2 separate regions of the Mus musculus genome follow, and region 1 is linked to region 2. Evidence: chromatin contacts called from public promoter capture Hi-C data. All regions are on one chromosome and are shown on one strand. Each heading gives the region's core, a stretch centred on a gene start, on an enhancer-like site or on the middle of the called end of the contact. The rest is flanking DNA. Distances are from core to core; before and after follow the strand shown.

The links. Promoter capture Hi-C pulls out the DNA fragments that hold promoters and counts their contacts.
Region 1: a contact with region 2 is called in a promoter capture Hi-C map of liver, with 5 times the contacts expected there. The contact joins two enhancer-like sites. A contact is called at or near these places in 6 of 39 promoter capture datasets (the 3T3-L1 cell line, embryonic stem cells, hippocampal neurons and 2 more), 2 of 484 Hi-C or Micro-C datasets (LSK cells and myocytes) and 5 of 115 datasets of contacts at active chromatin or transcription factors (embryonic midbrain, embryonic stem cells, large pre-B cells and 2 more).

The regions. Positions count from the first base shown.
Region 1 is chr12:78,840,348-78,845,618 of GRCm38.p6, reverse strand. It overlaps Atp6v1d (ATPase, H+ transporting, lysosomal V1 subunit D), which reads left to right. Exons shown (of 9, transcript NM_023721.2): 8 at 315-393; 9 at 2,009-2,637. The coding sequence ends at 2,150. It overlaps Mpp5 (membrane protein, palmitoylated 5 (MAGUK p55 subfamily member 5)), which reads right to left. Exons shown (of 15, transcript NM_019579.3): 15 at 4,905-5,271. Among named protein-coding and RNA genes, the nearest start is that of Atp6v1d, 19 kb to the left of the region's middle. Within about 2 kb of position 2,983, at least 26 of the 459 cell types and tissues checked have an H3K27ac peak or open chromatin away from gene starts, as enhancers often do. A contact at or near this core is called in liver, where this site is marked.
Region 2 is chr12:76,956,245-76,961,851 of GRCm38.p6, reverse strand. All of the region lies in intron 1 of Max (Max protein), which reads left to right. Among named protein-coding and RNA genes, the nearest start is that of Max, 3.2 kb to the left of the region's middle. Within about 2 kb of position 3,956, at least 115 of the 459 cell types and tissues checked have an H3K27ac peak or open chromatin away from gene starts, as enhancers often do. A contact at or near this core is called in liver, where this site is marked.

The DNA of each region.
Region 1 (5,271 bases), core at 1,734-4,233, 1.9 Mb before region 2:
CTCGTGTGTTTTAAAGTAACACCTGTGGCTTACTGTTATCTGTTTAGGTACACTTAGAGTCTAGTGTTGGATCTGTTTTGACCCAATATGGTATCTGTACATAGAAAAGATACCAGAAAGGTACATACCAAAAATATTTACAAGGTAATTTTATTTGGTTAGATTGCGTCTCACTTTGTTTTGTTCTCCCAAGTTTACTGCATTAGGTGTACATTAATGCTACAATTAGAAAATAGTAAGTACTATTCAGATAAATACTGGGATCTTTTTAAAGGGCGGTTAAGTTCTCACATATGTATGTTCTTAAACTCTAGTCATTATTCCCCGGATTGAACGCACCCTTGCCTATATCATCACAGAACTGGATGAGAGAGAGCGAGAAGAATTCTATAGGTTTGTGGAAATTGGCACTTACTGGTTTTTTGTTTTGTTTTCCATATGTACAGGTTTGGTTTGCTCAGTGACTAATGTACTTAATGAACTTTGGAATAAGCACAGTTGGTATTTTGTTTTGTTAAATAAAAAGCAAGAAATAAATGTTGGGCATGTGGTACTTGCTTATTATCCCAGAACTCAGAAGGCAAGACTGTAAGCTGCTTAAGGCTATCCTGGGCTATATTAGAATACACACTCAGAGGAAAGAAAACTGAAAGCAGAAATTATAAACGTAATCCCCCTTGCCTGCATTTGATTTTCATTTCAGTTGACTGTGGCTAACTGCAGTCCAAAATGTGAAATAGAAAATGAGAGACCTAATATGTGGGTTTTCAATTGTATGCTCTTCTATGTAGCATGAGACTTTGTGGTCCCTTGCTGACAGGTGAAGCAGCATCCTTTCATCTAACATACCCACCCTGTATACTACCTGCTGTCAGTCACTTAGTACACATCTGTTATTAGAGCTGGTATCGGCTGTCACCACAGTGGTGCTGTGTTTAAGAGGTGAAAGTTTTTGACTTATGGGAATAATTGTTAATACCTTACTATACTTAATTTTCAAATTAAACTTTATCAATTTTTTAAAAAAGATTTATTTATTTATTATATATGTAAGTACACTGTAGCTGCCTTCAGACACTCCAGAAGAGGGCGTCAGATCTTGTTACAGATGGTTGTGAGCCACCATGTAGTTGCTGGGATTTGAACTCTGGACCTTTGGAAGAGCAGTCGGGTGCTCTTACCCACTGAGCCATCTCACCAGCTCCAACTTTATCAATTTTTAACCACATTTGCTTTAGTATACAGATAGAAAGTTTAGTTACAAAGGGCTGACCATGCATGAAAAAGCATAATATACAGACTTTCAGATCTGCTAGTCTTAGGATGTATCCCCTGCAGAGAGCAGGACTACTATATTTTCAAAGGCTGTAGAGATCAGTGTCATGTTTTGCACATAGATTAAACATGGCATAAAAATTTATGACTCTCAGAAAAAGTAGTAAGATTATTCTTTAAAACAAAAGAGTGGCTAGGCAGTAGTGGCACACACCTTTAATCCCAGCACTTGGGAGGCAGAGGCAGGCGGATTTCTGTTAGTGCTGAGAAATGATGATGCCCACTGGCTGTTTATGAAGATTTAGAGCAGTATGGGGAAATAAATAGTAAACAAAGGGATTGTGCTCTAAGCTTGCGTCAGTGGAGGGAGGGCAAGCGAGAGGTGTGCTTAGGGAAGCATGCTGTTCTTAGCTCTTGGAGCAATTCAGTGTAAAGTAGAACTGTCGTTATCATTCATGTTTAGGGTTATAGTGACTCAAAAAATGTAAAAGCGGAATGCTCAAAATCTGTTCCAGTGCAGAATGGATTTCAAGTTTTATTTAATATAGAATAGGGTATAGGGCTACTGCAATCAGATATTAGTGTTTATTCTCAAATATTTTGAGAATGAGTTTTAAATTACTGAAAATGAAAGTCAGAATCTAGTTTTCCATGCTCATTGCCTAGTTAAAGAAACTGAAGACATTGAGTTTCTATGCACTGAAACAGCATTCAGAAAGTCCCCTTCTTGCAGGTTAAAGAAAATACAGGAGAAGAAAAAGATTATCAAGGAAAAATTTGAGAAGGACTTGGAGCGGCGGAGAGCAGCTGGAGAGGTGATGGAGCCTGCCAACCTGCTGGCTGAAGAGAAGGATGAAGACCTGCTGTTCGAATAGCTGCCCTCGTCTGCTCCCTTCAGACTGAGCATCAGCTCCATGTTAACTCAGTGTGTAGGTTCGGTATGTGTGGATATTTATTTTGGCATATGAATTTCTCTGGCTGTAAGATTTATCAGAATGCCTTGTAAGACTTTTTCCTGCATCATAATTCAGCAACCCGAGATTTGCAAAACCTGCCCAGCAACCTACAGAATTTCCTCTGTGAAAAGTGTCATATTATTCTATTTACAATTGTTTGACCGATCTGTTTAAAACTTTAGGAAATATGTACTATAAACATTCATGGTCGCAGGCAAAGGCTGTGAGCAACCTTCCTTCCTACCCACTTGGAAACCTTGCCGCTGTTGTCCGAGGCTGTACAGCCATTGTGTTCCTATGGCTCAATTCTTCACCTATTTTTCTTTGCACGATATGTGTTTGTAATGGAAGCAGTTCTGCCCATTTAAATGTGACCTATGAACAGAGTAAAATGATTTTAAAAACATGTTGTTTCTTTTTCTTTTTGAGAATTAGCTAAGAATAGTGATTGTGTCCTTATGCTCAGATCACTGACCTTCCTGCCAATCTAGTGTGCTACTAGATTTGAGATAGTTTATTGCATATTGGGCTACTAATAAGTGACCACTAGTACTATGTAGGCTTCTTAATACTTCCTTCCTAACCTAAGAACAATATTCATTCCTATTTTGGACTAATCAGATAGCTTTTGCTTAGGAGCAATAGCATTTTGCTGTTTTTTTTTTTTTATGAAGATAATATGCCAGTGGACAGACCAAATGGTGTTTGAGGTTCAGTATTGCTTAATTTGGCCTGATTATCTGTGAGTACTCAGACTTTAGTGTAACCAGTTCTGTGTGTTCTGGGCTTGCCTGGGCAAGACAGTTCTTGGTTATGAGAGTGACACCAGCATTAACGGAGTCTGACCAACTGCTACCACAGTAAAGATACTAAATGATTCTGCAAACATTTAGGACTATTTGCCAGGTACTTACTGATTTGTGTGTTTATGTTCTCAAAATCATGAGAAGGTTTTTTTTTTTGTTTTTAAAACTGGTGCTACAGAGCCTACTCAAGTCTCATGCTAAACACACCCCAAGTCCAAAAATATGTGTTTTAGCCCATTCCGTAGAGGAAAGAAAGACTTGAGACACGGGGAGCTTAATTGCTTTTAAATTAAAGCTACAAAGTGGTGACAGTGAATCTAGAATTTAAGCCCAAATAGTCAAACTTAAGTTTTATAAAAAGCTGTGTGTGTGTGTGTGTGTGTGTGTGTGTGTGTGTGTGTGTGTGTGTGTGTATTCCCAGGATAGAACTGCAGTTGGGATTTAGGGGCAGACATCTCACTGACCATAAAAGTTTACTCACTTAAGTTTTTGTTTTTTGGTATGTGCAAATACACGTTTTGCATATGCACATGGAGGCTAGAGGACAACCTTTAGAGCTGTTCCTTAGACCTGTCTGTCCATCTTTGTTGAGATAATCTCATTGGCTTGGAGCTTGCCAAACAGGCTAGACTAGCAGGCTAACAAGCTGCAGGGATCTGTCTCTGGCATTCCCATGCAGGAATTATAAGCATGCACTTCTGGGTTGTTCTTATCTATAGGGATTCTGGGTGGGGGAGGATCTGATTTGTAAGAAACCAGATGTAGCTCACAGAAAATGTCAAGTTCACATATACACACACACACACACACACACACACCACAAAAAATTAAGTAGATACATTTGTATGGTCAGTGAGATGGCTCAATCCCACAACTTAAGTTCCATCCTGGGACCCACATGATGAAAAGAAAAACTGACTCATGTGAACTGTGCAGTGACCTGTGGCATATACACACCACACAGTAACAATGAATTGTTCAGCAAGTTACTTTGTGAGGTGTTAATTGTACCATTTCAGTTGTGCATATGGAGAAATTGAACAGCTTATATAAGTTAAATAGCATAGGTGGAATGAATCCAAGTCCAGGGGATCTTGATTTCAAAGGCACAATCCTTGAGCTAACTAGGTACTGCTTTTAGTTTGAAGATAGCCACATTTAGGTTATTTACTTATTGATTGATTGATTGATTGATTGATATCCATATATTTGAAAGCATTGGACCAAAGGCATTTTAATTTCTCATGTAGCTGCAGTAAAGCTCTGGTGCTTAAACTGTCCACAGACTTACAGATGATTTCCTATTGAGAGACCGTCTTACTGTGCTCCAGGTGGTCTGGCGCTCAGCATCCTCCTGCTGCAGCCTCCTAAGTGCTGAGATTGTAGGCATACACCATCACATTCAGCTAAAACTTTAGATGGCCTATGGTTTCACATTAAAAAGTCAAGATTAAATAGTGGGTAAATATTATTGAGTTCTGGGAGTGGAAGTGAGCTGATCCAAAGGGGATAAATCAGGAGTGGAAAAGCCAGTCGTCAAAACTGTGGTGTGACCCCTCTGGGTGATAAACAGTGGGAGAAGTACACTAGGTGCTAACAGCCCACATCCTCAATTCCTGGCTGCCTGTTTTATACCTCTTCCCTCTCAGGTTTTGTGCTAACAACTTTAAATTGGCTATTTTCAATACTTGTAAAGGCCAGAGGTGGTGGTGCATGTCTTTAATCCCAGCACTCAGGAGGCAGAGGCAGGCAGAACTGTGAGTTCCAAGAGTCAGGACTGTGTATCAAGACCAAACAACAACAACAAAAAGCTTGTTTGTTCCAACCAATAAACAGGACTATCTATGCCAATAAAGGACACCCCACATTTACACTGTAATTTGTATTCCACCTAAGAGTTTCCAGCAGTGTTGATCCTGACAATCCCTTGAAGGAGAGTAGTCTATATGTACACAGACCTTGGATATAAACATAAGAAAGTGTCCAGTGGCTTTTACAATTTGAAATATAGTTTTACTTTTTATTTTTATAATACATTGTGCAGTATAATATCTCAAAATGACGAGTGCAGAAACAAGACAGTACAAAGGGAGATCAACAACAAATGTCAGTGGCTACCTTCATTAAGGATAAATCCCTGCTTCATATTTTCCACACATTCGAAAAAATTACATTCAAATCATTCCTTATCAATATTTACTCCTTAGGCCATGAGAGAAGGAAAATAATCCATA
Region 2 (5,607 bases), core at 2,707-5,206:
CCGCCTGCGTCGCGCTCCAGGCTCGCTCCCCTCCAGTCCTGTCCGGAGAGGCCTCCTGGGACTGAAGGTGGGAGCAGACACGCGGCCTCTGGGACCCCCACATTCTCCCGTGGAGGAGGGTGTCGAGGCCTCCCTCTCCGCTCTGCCCGGCTGGGGATCCCATTATCCTTCCGGATCCTGGGCAAGGAGACCAGCGCTCAGCTCTTGCTCTTTGGGTCCATGAGCTCCCTCCTCCTGTGACCGGTTGATCCTTGGGGTGAAGGGGCTGGGAGTGCTCTGACGCCCTAGAGGGATCGAGGGAGAGCAGGCAGTGTTCCGGATCCCTCTTGTCCGGTTCGGATCCCAGAAGGAGGGGCAGTGCCTGAAACCCCCCCCCCCCCCCCCCCCAACTAGGCTACGGGATCTCGCTGGAGAGAGTGGAAGGGGAAAGAGGGAGGGAGGGGTGTCAGACTGACTCCCCACCCGCTGCTTCCTCCGCCGCCGGCATTTTCTTTCTTATTATTGAATTCGAAGTGTGAAAATAACTTCTGTATTTTCTATTTTTCTCTCTCTCTTATTCCAGGAAGAGCAACCGAGGTTTCAATCTGCGGTACGTCTCCTACTCTCCATTTCATTTTCATTTCCGTTCAGTTTTGGTTCTTTTTGGAGTCAGAAAAAGAGATCGTTCTATTACTTTTAATACTCTTGTAAACTCCTCTTAACCGCTAAGGTGAGGTTGAGTCTGTTGGGGTTGGAGGAGGGGGGCGTTGCAAATCCACATGATTCTTGATATTCAGGTGGTAGATTCTAGTGAGTAGGTAGGTAGGTAGGCAGGCAAGTGAGGAGGCCTGTGCTGTGAACTGAGTTGTTCTGTAGTGTTCAGTGCGGCGGAGATATGTGAGAAATGGAAGGGCATTCTGAAGTGAATGGTAGTGTTATTTCAGAGCAAACTGGCTAGGTTTTATTTAGGAGCAGGTAAACTTTAAGCAGTATCTCCATAGTTGTGTGAAGTTGCAGGCACATGTAATAATCGCCTTTAGCCAAGGTCATGTGACTACTGCAGACTCCTAGGATCTAGAAAAGCATGATATTCCCCAAAAAACGACAATGGAAAAAAGAGAGGCGCTAGAAGTTAAATATTGAAAGTGGCACAGCTTTTTGTGGTCTTGACTTTCCATTTGAGAAGAAAAAAAATGTTGAAGAGTGGCACTGTTAGAGACAGCTTTGCTGAAAGGTGATGGATGCATCCATATAATGTTATCAGTAACTTATTAGATTTTTTTATATTAATGGGGTTTTTTTGTAGGTGTTTCTGGCTTTGGGTTGACCCCATGCTTTCTTGTCTGGAGTCTGAGACTTAGGAGTAAATAGGCATAGATTAGAGAGAGAGAGGAGAGAAGGAATAGACTCAGAATACAACCAGAGGAGAGAGAGAGAGATGGAATATTTGATGGTTGGAAATGGTAGGGAAAGAGAATGGAGTGAGGTCCTCATTACCCGTGAGGACCAGGTAACAGCTAGTCAAGGGTGGAAGGAAGAGGTGAGGATGTACACCCCTTCTAAAAAGTCCGTAGCCACCTGCCCCTGCTGCTTGCTACCTGAGAGTGATCGGTGCTGCCCGGTGCTGCCAGATCTTTTTGTTTCCTTCAGGGCTGAGCCCTATCCCTGGAACCTCAAAGTTTATGAGAAATGTTAAAATACTTGAAACACAGATTATTACTTTTTTGGGTGTGTTTATGTGCATTTAACTTTTGACTGTGCTAGGATTCGAACCCAGGGCCCTCGCATGCTGTGCAACCCCTCTGCCATGGAGCTTCAACCTCAGCCTATTTAATTGATTTTTTTAATTACATTTACTTAACGTGTGTGTGTGTGTGTGTGTGTGTGTGTGTGTGTGTGTATGTATGTATGTGTGTATGTATGTATGTATGTGTGTGTGAGTGTTGTGTGGTCACGTGTATGTGATGGCTCACATGTGAAGGTCATAAGAACCACTTGGATTCAGTTCTCTCTCTCAAACACATGGGTCTGGGGATTGAATTTAGGGTCATCAGGTTTGACCTCAGTGCCTTTACCCACTGAGCTATCTCTCTACCTTCTAGTTACCTGATTTTTAAACGATATATGACACAGCTGTTTAGGAACTTGTAGAGTTTGCAGGATGCAACTAGGCTTGGTGGTTCTGGTCGGTAAACCCAGTTACTGGGGAGGCTGAGGTAGGAGGATCAAACGTTCGAGCAATTTACTGAGACCCTGCCTTAACATACACAACACAGAGTCCAGGCTTGTGGCCCAGTATGTAAGCCCAGGGCTTCTGAGGCTTTGGCAGGAGTCTTCCCTGAATTTTAAGCCAGCCTGGGATATAGAATGAGTTCCAGCCTGGGCTACAGCATGAGATTCTGCCTCACACGAACAAGAACTCTCTACCTTTGTCTCTTTTTCTAGGGAACAAGTTTGTAGGATGCCAAATGATAGCTCTGATGTAGGACCTTACTATTCACAGGCTAAAAGCAGGTTCTTCAGTTGTATGTGTGCTTCGTTAGAGATTGTACAGCTTGCCTGAACACTAAGAAAACCTTATTTATTGAGTGCTGGTTGATTGAGTGCAGTAATCTCAGAGGTCTTAAGGATTGTTCTGAGAGCCTCGTGGAAGATAATGTTTTATTTCCTAATGAAGCATTACACATACTTACTTCCACGGAAAGTCAAATTCCTTTTTTGTTTTGTTTTTCAGCTATTATTCTCTCTCTCTCTCTCTCTCTCTCTCTCTCTCTCTCTCTCTCTCTCTCTCTTGAGAGAGAGGGAAAGGCATCTAAGCTGTCTTGGAACTCAGGGAGATCGGTCCACCTCAGGTTCCTGGATTAAATGGGATTTAATCAGCTGGGACTAAATGTGTCACCACCCTGCCTGGGTCCTATTAGTCTTAATACTATGGACTTGGTTGTTTTCTTTTGAACCTGTCCTACCAAAACAACAACAACAAAGCAACTTCTTTCCCCCCTCCCCAAGTCTCTAGTTCTAAGGTCTGCTGCAGGACTTGATGAGGGTTAGGGGGCAAGGGTTGGAACGGCTTGTTTTGAAGACTCATCCTTGAGCTGGAATTAGGTTTGCCTTTCAGTGAGCGATGCTTTCTTACTCTATGATATGATAAGCAGTTCCTGCAGGCTTTCTGCTTTTGAAAGCATCCACTTGGGTGGTGATGCACATTTATTGTTTCCACTCCCATGAGACTGGTTCTACTTTGTCTAGATGTTTTAACTTTTTTTTGTCATTGTTGTTAAGGTGCTTTGGGTTTTTCCTTTCACTTTGGGACATAGACAGTGAAATTTTTGTTGTTGCTGGAGGTTGAACCTTTGAGACCCTTTGTTTTCATTTAGTATGTTTATTTATTGAGATTTTTCTGGTAGCAGTTTATCATAGCATAGACAGACAAAGCAGGTATATTATAGATGGTGCATTGTCCAACTGTCACAGACGGGCTGGGAACATGTACTCCTCCATTATCCCTGTGAATACATCCATTTGCTTTTTAAAATTTAGTATAAATAATACAATTTTTTTTCTAAAATATGGGAAGCTATTAGATTTTATCTTTGGAAAACCATTTAAGAAATGTGGACTGTGAACGACCACATGTTTAGGACTACGGGAAAACTTTTAAGAAGTTATTTGGAACCCAAGTGTGGAAGCTCACGCTTGTAATCCCAGCACTCAGGATAACTGAGACAGGAGGATTACCATGAGTTCGAACTGAGCGATAGTCTCTCTGTCTCTCTCTGTCTCTCTCTCTGTCTCTCTCTCTCTCTCTCTCACACACACACACACGTTATTTGGAAAATGTTCTGTGGGTCCTAACATGAAAAGATGATCATAGTTCCTACGGTCAGTACAATATCTTACTTGTGAAGAGTGCAGGCCATTCAGATCAGTATGGGAGGGAGGCAGTGGAAAGTGAAACTGATCTGCCGAGTGCTGCACACGAGTGCTGCACACGGAAGCAGTCTCCAGTGAGCAGCAAACTGTTAGAGGAAGTCACCCTGAACACTGGTTACTAAACTTAATAATTGCAGAATCTCACTAGTACTTTTTGGGGGGTGGAGTGGGGGAGTAAGTTGTATTTTAAAACTAAGTTTCTGAGGCAGTTACTTTATGCAAGGGGTTCCTTTTGCTTTATTTCTGTTTGGATAATTTCTCTGGGAAAGAGTGAAAGTGTATGTGAAATGTAGGATTCCTGAGCTGGTCAAGAAACCCGAGGCCTTTCTCTATGTACTGTCCTTTGCCGCGTCTGCTGAATCCAACATGTTGCACCTGCTCTGCTGGCTGGAGGTGTAAAGTAGGGTTGCACTCTTCCACTTCTAGTTCTTTCTGGTTTACAGTATTTTTAACTCCTCAGCTTTTTGCTTCTTTGGAGATTGAAGTGTATTTGGGAGGAAGGGAGTTTGACCACTCTGGAGGTTCAGGAAACTTGTGACAGAAGTGCTGCAAGGGCTGTAGTGCTTGTAGTGCTTCTGCTCAGCGCTTGCTCTGATGATGTAAAAGCCGCGTTCCTCCCTGCGCGTGTTGTGAGAGAGAAGACGGTGCTAAGTTTTTAAGGGTTGTGTGTTGCTTTGTCAAAAGGCTGACAGAATAAAAGAGTTGATCTAGGAACCCTATTTGATCTCTTTTGGGGACAAGGGAGGGTTATGACAGGGTTTTGCTATGTAGCCTGGCCTCCCCCTCTCCCTGCAGGAATTCTCCTGCCTCAGCCTCCTGTGGGGCTTACAGGTGTTATGTTATCAGGCCTGCCTTCCGTGTCCTAACCAAGAATTCCTTCCGCTAAACAGCTAGTGTAATGGCACGTGTGGGTTGTAGTGTTCCCAGGTTCTTTTAGACTCCAAAAGATGGTAGAAACCTCAAAAGCAAATATATTGACAGAAATGTGTATCAGCTGTAGGCTTCAAACAGAAGAGCTAGGAACCTGGAGTTAATATCTGCCTACTAAAGACACTAGTGAGATTATCTCATCTCAGGTGCCTGTTGTTTCATGTTGCAATTTTTAGGTTACTTTTGAGTTGCTTAGGAATTGTTTTATTTAATTCACCAAACAGAAGTAATACGTGTACTGCGTGAGAGTTCGGAGCCTTTGTATTCAGCAGTCTTAGTGTTTTAGTGAAGCTTGCTGGATAGTCCTGTGACTCTGTTGTCTAAAGAGACACCATTACATTTCTCAAAATAAATATACTAAATAGCCACTAAGGACGACACACGTTCTCTCCACATTGGCATTGAGAAGATTCCCCCTATATGGTAGAACAGTTAGGTGCCAGGCAGCTTGGAAGAAATGGCATTCTGGAAAAATCTTGTACATCTTTACAGTAAGGTGTTTCTTTCTCCATGCTAGGCCTCGCAGGAAGTTGGGTTGCTGATTGGTGAGATGAGTAAATGGAGATGCATTTTCTGTGCAGTAAGTTGAAAGGAAATACTCTGGAGAGAGTGCCTCGATTCTGAACGGGTCTCCTTAGCTTCGTGTCCTGTCAGTTTAGCGACTAAGCTTGCTTTCAACATTGAGCTGCACTAAGATACACATGCTTGTTAGTGTGAGAGGTGGACAAATTATAGGTGACGGGTTTGCTGCTGTCTGCCAGCGTG